2 separate regions of the Mus musculus genome follow, and region 2 is linked to region 1. Evidence: chromatin contacts called from public promoter capture Hi-C data. All regions are on one chromosome and are shown on one strand. The core of a region is the stretch at or near the end of the contact, and the rest is flanking DNA. Distances in the headings are between cores, read along the strand shown.

The links. Promoter capture Hi-C pulls out the DNA fragments that hold promoters and counts their contacts.
Region 2: a promoter capture Hi-C map of macrophages shows a contact between it and region 1, with 5 read pairs. The contact joins the promoter of Zdhhc18 here to the promoter of Cd52 in region 1. A contact is called at or near these places in 2 of 39 promoter capture datasets (cranial neural crest and macrophages), 4 of 115 datasets of contacts at active chromatin or transcription factors (bone marrow-derived macrophages, effector CD8 T cells, large pre-B cells and 1 more) and 1 of 9 other capture datasets (pancreatic islet).

What each region holds. Positions count from the first base shown.
Region 1 is chr4:134,090,612-134,097,901 of GRCm38.p6, forward strand. Cd52 (CD52 antigen) reads right to left here and starts at 4,462. Exons shown (of 2, transcript NM_013706.2): 1 at 4,323-4,462; 2 at 2,927-3,289. The coding sequence starts at 4,373. The coding sequence ends at 3,116. Crybg2 (crystallin beta-gamma domain containing 2) reads left to right here. Exons shown (of 20, transcript NM_001162970.1): 18 at 467-625; 19 at 1,439-1,598; 20 at 1,708-1,893. The coding sequence ends at 1,796.
Region 2 is chr4:133,628,698-133,635,987 of GRCm38.p6, forward strand. It overlaps Zdhhc18 (zinc finger, DHHC domain containing 18), which reads right to left and starts at 4,732. Exons shown (of 8, transcript NM_001017968.2): 1 at 4,382-4,732. The coding sequence starts at 4,692.

The DNA of each region.
Region 1 (7,290 bases), core at 3,212-5,711:
TAGCATGTATGTATGCATGCATTTTCTTTCTGTGTGTGTGTGTGCGCGTGTGTCTCTGTGTATATGTGTGTGTGTGTGCATGCGTGAGTGTGTGTACATCTGTAGTTTTATAATCAGCTGTACCTGTAGTAAGCATAAGTCGCTGGCACAGAACGGGCTGGGAGGAGCTGTGTGTCAGTTGTGATGTGAATGTGATGGCTGCATAGACCTGTGGAATCGTTTGTGCCTTCTATAAACTGCCACCTTGTGGACTGAGGGTATACCTGCCAGGGTCCCTTAACACAGGTGCAGGTATCTATAGTTACTGAGCTATGCATATAGTATGGGTGTATAAAAAAGATGTGACTTTGTCAGTGGGGACATTTGGAGGCAGGGGAGATTTAGGAGTGTGGGTCCCTCGAGGGTCCCTAGTTGAGGGTGGTAGGGCATCCCTGACAGCAACGTCTCAGCCTCTTCTCACCATCAGCGCCGAGCCTATTTTCGCCTGTGGAATGCGGCACTAGGGGGATTCCTGTCAGTGCCTGATCACGTGGAGGACATGAAAGCAGGCCGCGTGGTGGTCTCCGAGCCCCAAGCTGGGGGCAGCTGCATCTGGTACTATGAAGATGGCCTGCTGAAGAACCAGGTACGGTTCCAGAGCTTGTTTTGCTGAGACCAGGTTTGCCAACCTGCCTTGGGAAGTCCCAGCCCAGTTAGATGCAAGATGCATGCAACCCGGAAGTAGAGATGCGAGCTCATTCATCTTTCTTATGTTATATCTTCAAAGAACTAGTGTTTGGGGCTGGGCAAGTGCCACAGTAGTTAAAAGCACTTGTTGCAAGCCGGGCAGTGGTGGCACTTGCCTTTAATCCCAGCACTTGGGAGGTAGAGGCGGGCGGATTTCTGAGTTTGAGGCCAGCCTGGTCTACAGAGTGAGTTCCAGGACAGCCAGGGCTACACAGAAAAATCCTGTCTCGAAAAACAAAACAAAACAAAAACAACAACAACAAAAGCACTTGTTGCTTTTGCAGAGGACCTAAGTTCAGTTCCCAGCATAAAAATGATGACATAGGCCATCCCTAATTCTAGTTGCAGAGTATTTGATGCCCTCTTCTAACCTCGGTGGGCACCAGGCATGTGTTTATTGCACAGACATGCATGCGGTCAAAACACTCATAAAATAAATCTAAAAATGAATGAAGAGACTTACCTAGGGCTAGATTCAAAAGTAGTGAATGAGCTGGACAGGGTGGCCCACGTATTCAGGAGGCAGAAAGAGTTGAATATCTATGAGCTCAAGGCTAGCCTGGTCTACATAGCAAGTTCTGGGCAAGCCAAAGCTACATAGATACTGCGTCCCAGACAAAAGAAACCACAACAACAAAAATCCAGCGAGCGAAGGATGGCTTGAGCATGGGAGATTTCCTAGGCCAAATCTCACGATCTTCTGGGGCCTCAGATGGCCCCCACCATGAGCCTACAGGTGATTGGACCTCCTAGCCCAGGCTCCAAAGTAGTACTATGGGCCGAGAGCCGCCTACCACGCCAAACCTGGAGCATCAATGAATTGGGTCACATCTGCAGCCAAATGTTTGAAGGCCAGATCCTGGATGTGAAGGGTAATGTAGGGGTGGGGTAAGGGTGCATAAGAGGGGAGTAAAAACTGGGCTGCATCCAGCACTCTCTGACCACCTCTGAATTTTCCCCCTCCTCTCCCCCCCCCCGCAGGCGGACGAGGGTATGACCGTGACCATGTGGTGCTGTGGGAACCAACCAAGGACAGACTTTCCCAGATCTGGACTGTCCATGTACTTTGAACCAACCAACGCCATCACCAGTTTCCTTCAGGAGGCTTTTGCTGGGATGAAGTGTTTTATACAGATTTTGCTGTGAAATAAGCTATTTTCTACTATGCTGCTGGTGGTCTCGTCTCTGCACCTTGATGTTGGGATGGAGAGAGTCCAGTTGACCCTCAGCCTCCTCTTCTGGTTGGTTTCACTTCCTGTGCAGCTTCCCCTGACCACCAGGGGGAGCTGCATACCCCACACTGGTGTGTCATCCGTTCTGCCTCTCTGACTGTAGGGACTAGCCAGCCAAGCCTATGTGATTCCCACCCCAGTGCAGGACTCAGATGGGTGTTCAGGGGACAGAAGTGGATGGCTGTCCCACTTGGAAGAGGTACTGTAGGAGTTGGCCAGGCCAGAAAGAAATAACAGCAGAAACTATTCCAGGGATAGAGATGTATCCAAGGGTGAACTTTCAAGGTTCGGTCTGTGAGTCCACAGTGGGCAGGGCAAGAAAGACAGGAGGGTCTACATTTCTGCTTCTTCTAAATCTGGTCACAAAGCCTGAAGGTTTAGCCTTGGGCAGAAAAGCCAGGAGAAGGGGCTGGGTCCCTAGCTGTGTGACAGGTCAGGATATCAGAGACCTCGGGCTGCAGTTATGTTGCCATCCTCTGTTGACATGGGATCCTGGGAAGACACAGAGGCAAGGACCCTTGGGAATCAGTCTGAGCTTCCTTGTCTCCTCCAAAGACCACCCCCAAGCCCAGGAGGGCAGGGTGGTTAGAGGGGCTGCTGGTCCTTCCTGCCTTCCCTGGCTGAGGGTGTGGGTAGCAAGCCTTGCCTCCTCATCCTCTTGCCCAGTGATAGAAGGCATGTGGTCAGAGACTTGGGAGCCATCCTTCCGCAAACCTTCCCAGACACGGGCTGCTTCTGGGTCTGTAGTACTCCCGTTGGGAGTTTTGAGAGAAACAGCCAAACAATATGTGATTTCCCAGAATCTATCAGTATGAAGACATCAAGGGCATGGGCTGGGCACCTGCCTGAACCTGGGGTGTGTGGGGCTTGAGAGTCAAGGGCAGTACTGGGTTCACTCCTAATACTGCCGCACACATGACTCCTGAGGCCAGTGATGTGCAGTGATCGATCACACGTGGGACCCCATCTAAGCATAAGTATAACTTTATTGTGCCCTAGCTGGGTGTCACGGCCCCGCTCCCATTCCGGCCATTGGCTGTCAACTTTAGCCTCCTTGGATATCTGCTATCAACCCTTCCCGTGGGTTGGGATGTCTCTCGCTACTGATGGTGGCAGCAGTGGGTGGAGCACGGGGCTTCAGAAGCTGCGCCTTCACCTCAGCTGAGGTAGAAGAGGCACATTAAGGTATTGGCAAAGAAGAGGAAACTGCAGGCACCCGCATCGATGATGGATGAGGCCCCACTCTTTAAGGGGGTTTTTTTGGTGGAGGTGCTGTTTTTGTTAGTACCAGAAGCGGCCGTAGTGGCTTGTCCCAAGGATCCTGTTTGTATCTGCAAGAGAAGCGCTGCTCAGTAGGATTTGAACCTTCTGTTGAGGGCTCCTGCCCCTTTGTTCCCTTTCTTCAACTCTAGGCTTCCATAAAACTGCCATCAGCCCTGTTGAGATGTTTGGCTTCCCACCTCATCACAGGCAAGGGAAAGGCAGCCCCCATGTTTGTCATTCTTCCACCTCGAAACTTCCCACCACTTTTCAGGCTGCCAGATCCTCCAGCAAAGAGGGAAACAGAAACCCAAATGTGGGCTTCCCCTCCCAGAGCCTCGGTTTCCTCATCTCCTGGTGATCAGAGTCCACCATGGTCCAGAGTATCACACGTGACGGGCCTGAGTAAGGCCCCTGGCAGAGGGTGGGGTGGGGATGGCAGGTGACAAGCTGTCCTTGATGCTTGATCGGGCAGTAACTGAAGTTGCCCTTGATGGTCATCAAACTAGTTTTGGTGGCCATCAAACTGCCTTGATGCATGGTCTAGATGTTCTTGATCAAGAACTTGATGGCTCCATTCCCTGTGCTAATCAGGCCTCTCTGCGTACATAGTGCCACAAAGGATGCCTCCCAGGGTGGCAGTTGATCTGCAGAGTATATGGGAGACTTCTGTCTCTGTATTCCTGCACACCCACAATTCACTATGGCAGGGGCAGGGGACCCTCGGTCACCTATGGCAGTCTATTAGACCTCTCTCCAGCCCTCTCAAAAGGGCCACTTCTGCGGCTCTCCTCATCAGGGCTTCCTCTCCTGATCCAGAATTACCCAGAACCCTCTGAGTAGCTTCACACATCAGACACCTTCTGAGATTTCCCTCTCTGAGGCCAGTCTGATAGCGCCTGTGAGGAGTAGAAACCCAGCCATATAGGCCCTCCTAGATCCCTGGTTTCCAGTTGGCGACCATCTATCTCTGTCCCTGTGGTAGAAGGCAAGGGTCCCCACCACCACCACCGAGAACCTGCATTCCTTCCCCAGAACCTGGACCAAACCATTAAGCTAAGACCTGGTGGTAGCTGCAGTGACTCTAGGAGGAGCTGTCCTTACCTGAATCACAACCAGAAGAATGATAGTGAGGAAGAGGAGGAAGCTCTTCATCCTGAAATCTTCCTGGGCTCTGTAGCAGCTTTGAGAGATGAGTTCAGGACAGTCTGCAGGCCACTTTGAACCTGGCTGCTTTTTCTGCAGAAGAGAAAGGGAGGAGGCGGGAGGAAGGAGGGCCTAGGGGCGGGGAAAGGAGCTTCCTTCTTTCAAACCTGGGGGTGGATGAAACTAGCCTTGAGGTTCCTGTAGATGAGTTGTCAGTTCTCAAAAGAAGCACAGGCAGGGCATACAGAGCAACATGGAGACACGGGGCAGGATGGATGGATGGTTTCCAGGCTTGGAGCCCTGTGTCCTGGGAAGGAATCTTGTTTTCATGATTTGACAACTCAGACCTCAGGCCTGAGGCTGAATTTACAAGTCTTTAACATCCCCCTCAAAAAAAAAAAAAAAAAAAAGTATGCTGCAGTGATAAGCCTTATTTTTTTATCTTTGTATTTTGAGACATGGTCTATGTCACTCTGGATGGGTTTACATTCAAGCTGCTCCTGCCTCAACCTCTGAATTCTGGAATTGCAGCCCTACATCACACTGCTGACTAATCACTTACTTTAAAAAGAGCCAACAAGGGGCAGGAGAGGTGGCTCAGAGATTAAGAGCCCTGGTTGCTCTTCCAGAGGACCCAGGTTCAATTCCCAGCACCCACATGGCAGCTCACAACTGTAACTCCAGTTCCAGGGAGTCCAACACTCTCACACAGACACCCATGCAGGCAAAATATCAATGCATATACAATTAAAAAAATCATTAAAATAAAAAGCATGCCAGCTCTTAGGAGACAGAAGCAGGTGGGTCTCTATGAGTCTGAGGCTAGCCTGGGCTACATAGTGAGTTCCAAGTTCCAAGATTGAACTACATAGTTAAGATTCTGGCTCAGGCTAGGTGTGGTGGCGCACGCCTTTAATCCCAGCAATTGTGAGGCAGAGGCAGGCAGATTTCTGAGTTCGAGGCCAACCTGGTCTACAGAGTCAGTTCCAGGACAGTCAGGGCTACACAGAGAACCCTGTCTCAAAAATAAATAAATAAATAAATAAATAAATAAATAAATAAATAAATAAATAAATAAATAAAAATATTCTGGCTCAAAACAAAAATAAGCCAAAACAACCAAAAAGCCCTGTATATTGATAATGCCTAACTCTAGCAACTGTTATATAAATGGCAATTGTGTTTTGTTTTAAAGATTGAGTCCCTGTAATCCCAGAACTCAGGGTAGAGCCCAGGAGACGATCAAGGGCAGTTATATCTAAATGGTGACTTTGAGGCCAGCCTGGGCTACCTGGGACTCTGTCTGAAAACACACAGGCAAGCAAATGATCAGACAAGAGAAGGGAGCTAAGAGAGTGGAGTGGATGTAGAAGTCGTGGGAAATGGTGGATGGATCCTACCATTGGTTCTATGGAGGCTCAGGACCATTGAGATCCAGGAACCGGTAGCAAGATTTGATTAGTTTTGGGTCTGGCCCCATTTCCTCTGCTCCTCTGCTCTTTATTTTAAGTGAATCATTTTTGGGAAAAAAAAAATCCTTAAAGAAGTGTGTGTGTGTGTGTGTGTGTGTGTGTGTGTGTGTGTATGTGTGTGTGTGTATGTATGTGTGTGTGTGTGTGTGCATATGAGTGTTTCACCTGTGTACACCATGCATATGCCTGGCTCCTGTGAAGGCCAGAGAGGATATCAGATGCGCTAAGAACTGGAGTCACAGCTGTTCATAGGTGATGGTAATCGAACCCGGCTCCTTTGCAAAAGCAGCAAGCGCTCTTAAACCGCTGAGCCATCTCTCCAGTCCTTCCTGAAGTCTCTTAAGACTTGATGTTTTGGAATTTGGGTGAAGAAGTGTCATCCTACTCAGAGAGGCCTGAGAGGGGGCTCTTGGGAAGACAAACAGGTAAACACAGCCCAGCATTCAGGAATTAGAAGGCAGCTATTGATCTCTGCTGTGGGCAGAGCGATGGGAGAGTCCCCAAATCTGTTTGGACAGTGCCCTGCCCTAACTTAGACAAAACAAATCTGTGGTTTTGATACTGGGCAGTAATTATCTCCACTTGGCTGATTGAAAAAAAGTGACTTGGTCCAAGTTCATGACTTATCGAGTCATTTGAACTTGAGTCCAGGTCCCTCTGATGTCACAGCCACTTCCGGGACTGCTCTTGAATGAGCCAACCCAGTCTGTGCTGTTGTTGTTTAGTCCGTTTTAATGTGGTTCCTCACACAAGTTAGGCAAGTAGTCTCCAGCCCTTGATTAAATCTTGACTCCCTCTCCTTCTTCATTGGCTCTGCAGCCCAGCTCCTGCCTCACCCATTCCCCTGGCTTAGTCTATGTGGTGTCTTATTTACATGCCAGATGGTAAAGGGGACTTCCCTGGCTTCTCTTATATGGTTCGGGACTTTTGTCACAAACCTGAGAGGGCCTCAGGGGCTTTGAGCTCCCAAGATAAAGCTGAGAAAGAGAAGTGAGAGTCTGACCTAGCGGGAGAAGGGGGAGGATTGAGGGTGGAGGAAGTGACATCACCACCTCCCATCACCCACCTTCTTGGCTGTTTTGCCCTTAGACCCTACAGTCTCAGCTACTATGCCTGGGAGAGAAACCTGGGAGCCAGGGAAGCCACAGGAGACAGGAGGCCCATGCTGAAGCCCAAGATAACCCTGCTGAAAACTGGACAAGTGTCCTCCTTCTCTTGAGAATTGGAGCTACATAGAGTTGTGAATCACCAGAAATCCAGAAATGGGTGTTGGGATCCGAACTCAGATCCTCTGGAGGAGCAGCAAGCGCTTTTTTTTTTTTAACATTTATTTATTACTATATGTAAGTACACTGTAGCTGTATTCAAACCCACCAGAGGAGCTTCAGATCTCATTACAGATGGCTGTGAGCCACCATGTGGGTTCTGGGATTTGAACTCAGGACCTCCTGAAG
Region 2 (7,290 bases), core at 3,482-5,981, 460 kb before region 1:
TTCAGGAAGCTATTAAGGGGGCTGTCCCTTGAGTAACCAACCATCCATGGCAATGTTGCAATGTCAACACAGTTGGTCGGTCAGTCAGTCAGTCAATCACTCAGTCAGTCAGTCAGTCACTCAGTCATTCATTCATTCAGTCATTCATTCATTCAGTCAGTCACTAAGTCAGTCAGTCACTCAGTCATTCAGTCAGTTGCACCACAAATATTTACTGAGTCCTTTTTTAGGAGTAATGGCTATACATATGACATGAGCTACCGAGTGGCTTATAAACTAAAAAGAAAAAAAAAAGAGCCCAGTAAACAGGGCCTGCCACACAGGGTGCTGTGTTCTGCAGACTTAGTGCAAGTGATAGAGCACTTGTTAGGCCCTGGGTTTGGACCTCAGCTGGGTGGGTAGGTATGGCACCTCACACCTTCAATCCCAGCCACTCTGGAGACAGAAACAGGCAGATCCCCGTGAGTCCTCGGCCAACTTGGTCTATACACTGAATTCCAGGTTGGCCAAGACCATAGAGAAAGATCCTGTCAAAACAAAACAAAACCAAACCCTGCTTGTCTGCGAATATGTTGCTTGCCTTTACCCTGCTAAGTAATGAGCTTCTCTGAGGACGCAGACAGCATCCCTTGCCCAGGAAATAGCTATCAAACAAATCGTGCTCCCCTCATGGAGAGGAAGTAGCTACCACATCTTTTATTCAGTATTACAGACCAAACCTTGTGCACAGTAGGTAAGCGCTTTATCACTAAGTCATCTCCTGCTATCTTCTGAAGATTTGCTCTGGGCTAGATATTGCCCTCGTCAATCAGTCACTATAAATAACCCTTACAGGCTGGGGATACAGCTCAGTGGTAGAATGCTGTCTACCACGCACAAAGCACCGAGCTCAACCCCCAGCAGCTCCAAGTAAGAACCATTAACAATAATGATAATAATGACTATCAAATCAATACCTGCCATATAAGCCAGACATGATGCTGCATGCCTACAATGGTGGTACTTGAGAGCCTGGCAGTTTGAGGTCAGTCTGGGCTACAAACAATAACGCTACCTTAAAAGCATTCATTCTGCCGGGCACACTGACCCACACCTTTAATCCCAGCACTCAGAAACACAGGCAGGTGGATCTTTGTGAGTTTGAGGCCAGCTAGAACTACAGAGTGAGATCCTGTCTCAAAATTAATTAACGAAATGCCTGACATACAGATAGCTACTATGTGCCAGATACGCTGCTGTGCACTTTACATGCATTTCTCGAATCTTCACGGTGACCCTCTGACCTTATTTTTTTTTAATTTTTATTTATTTATTTATTTATTATATGTAAGTACACTGTAGCTGTCTTCAGACACTCCAGAAGAGGGAGTCAGATCTTGTTACGGATGGTTGTGAGCCACCATGTGGTTGCTGGGATTTGAACTCTGGACCTTCGGAAGAGCAGTCGGGTGCTCTTACCCACTAAGCTATCTCACCAGCCCCCCCCCCTCTGACCTTATTTATGCTCCAAAAAAAACTTCACAGATGAAGACATTCCAGAAGTTTAAACAATGTGGGCAATGCAGGTCAGGAGCGTTCACTGTGATGTTCACGGCACCAACTGCAGCCAGCCCCTGCCTTCCCACTAAAGCTGGAGGGGATTCGACAGAGTGGGGGCTGCAGCTTGGGAGATGCATCTATCAGGAGGCTAGGAGCCAGCCATCCTTCCAGGGGTCCACAGAGGCAGGGAGTGAAACCAGGCCATCTGCACACTGCTTCTGAAGCCTGCGGAGGCCTTTCCTCAGGACCAGAGCCTGCCAAAGCCAAGGGCTCCTAGTGGGCTACCCTCTGCCCAACACATTTCTTCATGGCCAACCCCCCAACAGAACCAGCCAGGTCCTAGTGTTATGCTGGACAGCTCACCTAGTTCTCACACAAGCAGGCGCCTGGGGAATAAAGCCTGGGACTTGTAGAGCCCTCGGGCAACACCAACAGCAAGATCTAGGCTCTGATTTCCTCTGCTAGATTCAAGGTCACCCAGTCAGGGTGCCAATTACAAGCTGGCATCTCCACACTCCCAGCGAGTGATCCGTGCACTTGCAGTGTTGAGCACTGACCATAGGTATCCCTTAAACTGGCTCTAGGCACTAAATGCACAGCACTGTGCAGATTTCCTATGTTCTTGAAGAAAACACAGGCACGAAATGGCCAATCAAGTGTATACGTATAGTACAGGCAGGCAGGGAGAGATCAAAATAAGTGGACCATGAGGGTGCTCCAGAGGCCCTGAGGCAGGAGCAAGCCAGCAGGCCAGTGCACTTGAGAGGACAACTGGGCAGAAGACGACTGGGCAGGAGGACGAGAGGGTGCCGAGGCCACAGGAAGCCAACATCAGAGCCGGGGCTCTAACTGAGAGGGAGAACCGGGAGCCAGAAGTCTGATGTCCAGGGGTTATGTCTGCTGTGTGGAATGGGAAGTGTGGTAGAAGCTGGGACGCCTGGTAGGGTGTGATGCAACTTCCCAGCCAACAGGGAAGCAAAACGATTCGCAGTAGGAAAGGTCCTCCCCCAAGAGCCAAGTACCTTCCCAGAGCAATGAGGAGTGAGCACTTCTTGCCAACCCTGTCCTCACTAAAGGTGTGTCCACCGAGCAACCCCAAAACACCCAGCAGGACTATAGGATGTCACCAAACCCTGTCCCCAAAGCTGCCACCCAAGTAACAAGAGGAGAGAAAAGTCAAGGTGATTGGCCTGTTCTCGCTAAGCGCAGGAATCCTTCCTTCCTGGCTCCGGGCAGCGCAGTACCACTAGGAAGATACCCAAGTCCAAAAGCAGTATAGAGCAGCCAGCACGCCTTCCTCCTGCCTGGGCCATAACCCTGGGTGTGAGCACCACAGAGAATGGCCTCAGGGCTCTGGAAAAAACATTTCCACAGCACCCAAGAAGCCATAGTCATAGCGAGGTGAAAACGAAACTTGGCCCGAGGTTCAGGCTGGGATCCCAGTGCTCCTCTGTGTAAACCACCCTGAACTTTTTTTTTTCTTTTTCCTGTCCTGATCCAGTGGAAGGGCAGAGCATTTTGGGGGAGGATGGAAAGGAAGGATGTCTTCACCTTGTAGTTACAGAGACATAATCCAGGTCCTGGAAAGTGATCTGAGAACTGGTCTTTCAGACAGCCTCATCATGACATGCGTGCCCCCCTCCCCCAACCCCGGGGAAGTAATAGCTGCCAACATCAAGTGCTAGAAGCTTGGACGAAAAAGAATAAATAAATAAATAATGAATATATCTGGAAAAAAAAAAGCTAAAGGCTTGCAAGCATGACCAATCTCAATAGAACCCTGTCGGGGGTGGGTACTATTAAAGTCCCCATTCTACAGGTGAGGGCACTGAGGTTTGGAAACGTAAAATGACTGCCTGCAGGCCACACAATTAGTGGGAGGTGGAGCTGGGACTGGAGCCAGAGATGGAGTTCTTAACCATAATGAATAATAAAAGAAACCAATAGGAAGAAGTAGGAGGGAAAGGTGGGACTCACCCCGGGTGCGTTCAAGTGGGGGTGTATGTGCCCTCAAGGAGTCACAGGGCAAGTGACTCCAGCTAGAGGCTGAGGGTGGGTGGAAACTTTGGATGCATGAGTGGCCCGAGAAAACTATAAGCAGCCACTCCTCCATCCTTCAGTCCTAAAACGGAGCTACAGTGTAGGCCAACCCTAGGTCACTGGGAAAAGGTCAGAAGCCCATAGGGGCAAATAAGACAGGCCGTGTGAAAGCACTCAGGTCTCTTTCCTGAAAAGGATCTTGATGCCGCCCGCTGTCCCGGTGGTGGACCGCCACCGAGGGATGCAGAGTGTCCGGAGGGGAAAGAGACAGGGCAGGGTGGGAGACACCTAGAGGACTAGGGAGCTAAGAGAGCGTCGGGAAGAAGCTTTGGAGAAACTAAGGAAAGTGCTGGAGAGAGAAGGGCCTGTCTGAGAGGCCCAGAGATGCTTTAGGGAGGACTGCCTCCGGGCCTAGGGTGACCATGACTGAGGGAAAGCGGGTGTGGGAGCCAGGACCCTGTAGAACCTTGGAGGGACTTGAGAGGACGCCTAGAAAAATTCATGGTAGGGTGTCCACAGCCAAAGGACACAAAAACTTACTTGTCTGAGGACAGGAATGAAAGACGCCTAGAAGGGTCAGAAAGAGCCTGGGATAGGCAAGAACCAGCCAGTGAGTGACCGCAGGTGGACCTGAGGGACCCGGCAAAAGCTGGTGACCCGGGCGGGGCACCCAAGGTCCGGGTGGCGAGAAGGGGTTCCGGGGTTCCGGGGCGGCGGGCGGAGGCCCGAGGGCTCACGGATGCGGGCGGGGAAGGAGCGGCGGCCGGGGACGCAGTGCCGGGGTGGGGGTGGGCGAACTCACTCGAAGACGAAGAAGAGGATGGTGGTGCTGAGGATGAGCAGCAGCGTGAGCGCGAAGACGCCGCCGTGGCCGGCCAGCATGAGCCGGCCTCCGCAGTAGAAGCGGTTGCGGCCCGGGAACACCTCCCACTTACGCCGGGGCCGGCGGCCCAGGCTCCCGCTGCCGCTGCCGCTGCCGCTCCAGCGCGGCGCGCCAGGCGCGGGCCCGGGGCTTGGAGCAGGGGGCGCGGCGGGGCCGGGGCGACGCGCCCCGGGGGAGGCGGGCGGCGGGGCGGCCCCGGGGCTTATCTGCTGGTACTCGCAGTCCTTCATGCGGCCGGCCGCGGGCCTCGGCTCCGCGCCCGGCCGCTCCGGGACCGGGCCGAGCAGCGGAGGTGGCGGCGGCGCGCGCGGCGCTGGCGGGCGGGCAGGCAGGCTCGCTCGGGTTGGCCTCTCCGCTGCCGCCCCGCCCCCGGCTCGCTCCGCAGCGCCTCCTGCGCCCAGCCCGGGCTCTGCAGATGCGGCCTCCAGGGCTCCCTCAGCTGCCGGTGCTCTCAGACCCTGCCTTAGGAGTCAGAGATTCAGGGGACAGCTCAGGCACTCCAGGCTCGCCCACCTCTGAGGGCAAGCTGGTAAGGGTGCTTTGAAAGTTCCGAGTGTCTAAAGGGGTGTGAGTGAAATATCCTTTAGTCTTTCCCTCCCTGCTGTCCTAGGTTCAACCCTGGGTTCTAGATAATCCCCAAATGGAGATCATGCCTAAGGGCCCCAAACTTTTTTCAGGTGGGTGTTTTCACAACAGACCTAACCAACCAGGAACTGGGGTGGGCTAACTCCTGGTGACTGAGACAAGTAGGGTTCAAGGACCTTCAGGCCAAGGTCCAAGGTGAATTTGCAACGAGCTGGGCTACAAGTGAGTCCCTGTTTCAGCTGAAAACACACACACACACGCGCACACTATATTTTCTAGGACTCAGGTCGGAAGTCCAGAAATATTTTAGCAAATTCTTTTACATGCATCACCCCCAAAGCTCATAGGGCTAAATCAGGCAGTCTTATCTGGAGCAAATGGGGTCCAGCCTCCTTGCAAACCATTCAAGTTGATGGTGGAACTTATTTCTCGTGATGTGACTGGAGGCCTGGGAGTTTTGCTGAAACTCCACCCAAAGTTACTAGAGCTCATTGCAGTGGCTCACCAGCGAGGTTTCTCTGAAGGACTTGTGCACTTCCTGAACCTGACAAGGAGAGTTTAGCATCCATTTGTGAAAACAGGGATTGCTAGCTGGCTATGGTGGCCCACGCCTTTACTCCCAGCACTTGGGAGGCAGAGGCAGGCGAATTTCTAAGTTCGAGGCCAGCCAGGTCTACAGAGTGAGTTCCAGAACAGCCAGGGCTACACAGAGAAACCCTGTCTCGAAAAACAAAACAAAAGAACAGGGATTGTTTTGCTTTTGGGATACTTGAGTATCCCACCCAGGACCTCACCAGCTGGGCAACCCCTGTCTCTAGCACTGAGCTGCTCCACCTGCCCTAAGACAGATCATTTGTGTTTGTGTGACTGAACGTGCACGTGGGGAGACCGAGAGGGCAGGCCTACGTATGCATGGAGGCCTGAAGAAGGTCTCAGATCCTTCAGAGCCGAAGTTCACTGTAAGATACCTAAATGGTTAGGTAGATGCTGGGGTCTGAACTGGGGCACCCATGATTGTTCGGCAAGTACTCTTAACCACTGTGATGGTTTGAATATGCTTGGCCCAGGTAATGAGAGCACAATTAAATGTTTTCCTCTATAAGAATTACCTTGGTCATGGTGTTTCTTCACAGTAATGGAAACCCTAAGACAGAAGTTGGTACTAGAAGTGGGGTATTGCTGTGATAGGCCTGACCATGCTTTTGTTTGGAGACATGTGGATCTTAGGACTTTGGAAAGCAGTGGAGTGCTTTCTGTGGGGTTTAATGGGCCACCCTCGTAGGGATACGGGAGACTTTGTTGCTGATGGTATTTGAACTCTGGAAGCCTGGCTCAGGAGGTTTCAGAGGAGAAGACTGCTAATGCGTGGCCTAGAGACTGTTTTTGTGGTATTTTGGTGAAGAATGTGGCTGCTTTTTTCCCTTGTCTGAAGAATCCGCCTGAGGCTAAAGTGAAGAAGACATTTAGATTAATTGCATTAGCAAAGGAAATCTCAAAACAGCCTGATATAAATTCTGTTGTGTGGTTACTAAGTTCACTCATGAGGACACTGTAGCTGTCTTCAGACACACCAGAAGAGGGCATCAGATCCCATTACAGATGTTTGTGAGCCACCATGTGGTTGCTGGGATTTGAACTCAGGACCTTTGGAAGAGCAGTCAGTGCTCTTAACCTCTGAGCCATCTCTCCAGCCCCCACGTTCACTTTTTTTTTTTAAATAAATATGGTGGCAGAGAGGTCTTTTTTTTAAAGATTTATTTATTTATTATAAATAAGTATACTGTAACTGTCCTCAGACACACCAGAAGAGGGCGTCAGATCTCATTATGGATGGTTGGGAGCCACCCTGTGGTTGCTGGGATTTGAACTGAGGACCTTCAGAAGAACAGTCAGTGCTCTTACCCACTGAGCCATCTCACCAGCCCATGTTCACTCTTTATGATAAGTGTTTTGATGAAAAGGAGCAAGCTTAAAAAGGAAAAATACAAAACCTATGGTTCGAGGAAGTGAAGTCAGGCTGAATCCTGAGTTCAAGGAGATAAACAGATCAAGGAAGTGGTGATGCGGGAACAAGACCCCACCCAGCTAAACTTACTGTTTATGCTTTTTTAAAAAAAAGATTTATTTACTATTTATTGTTATATGTAAGTACACTGTAGCTGTCTTCAGACACACTAGGAGAGGGCATCAGATCTCATCACAGATGGTTGTGAGCCACCATGTTGTTGCTGGGATTTGAACTC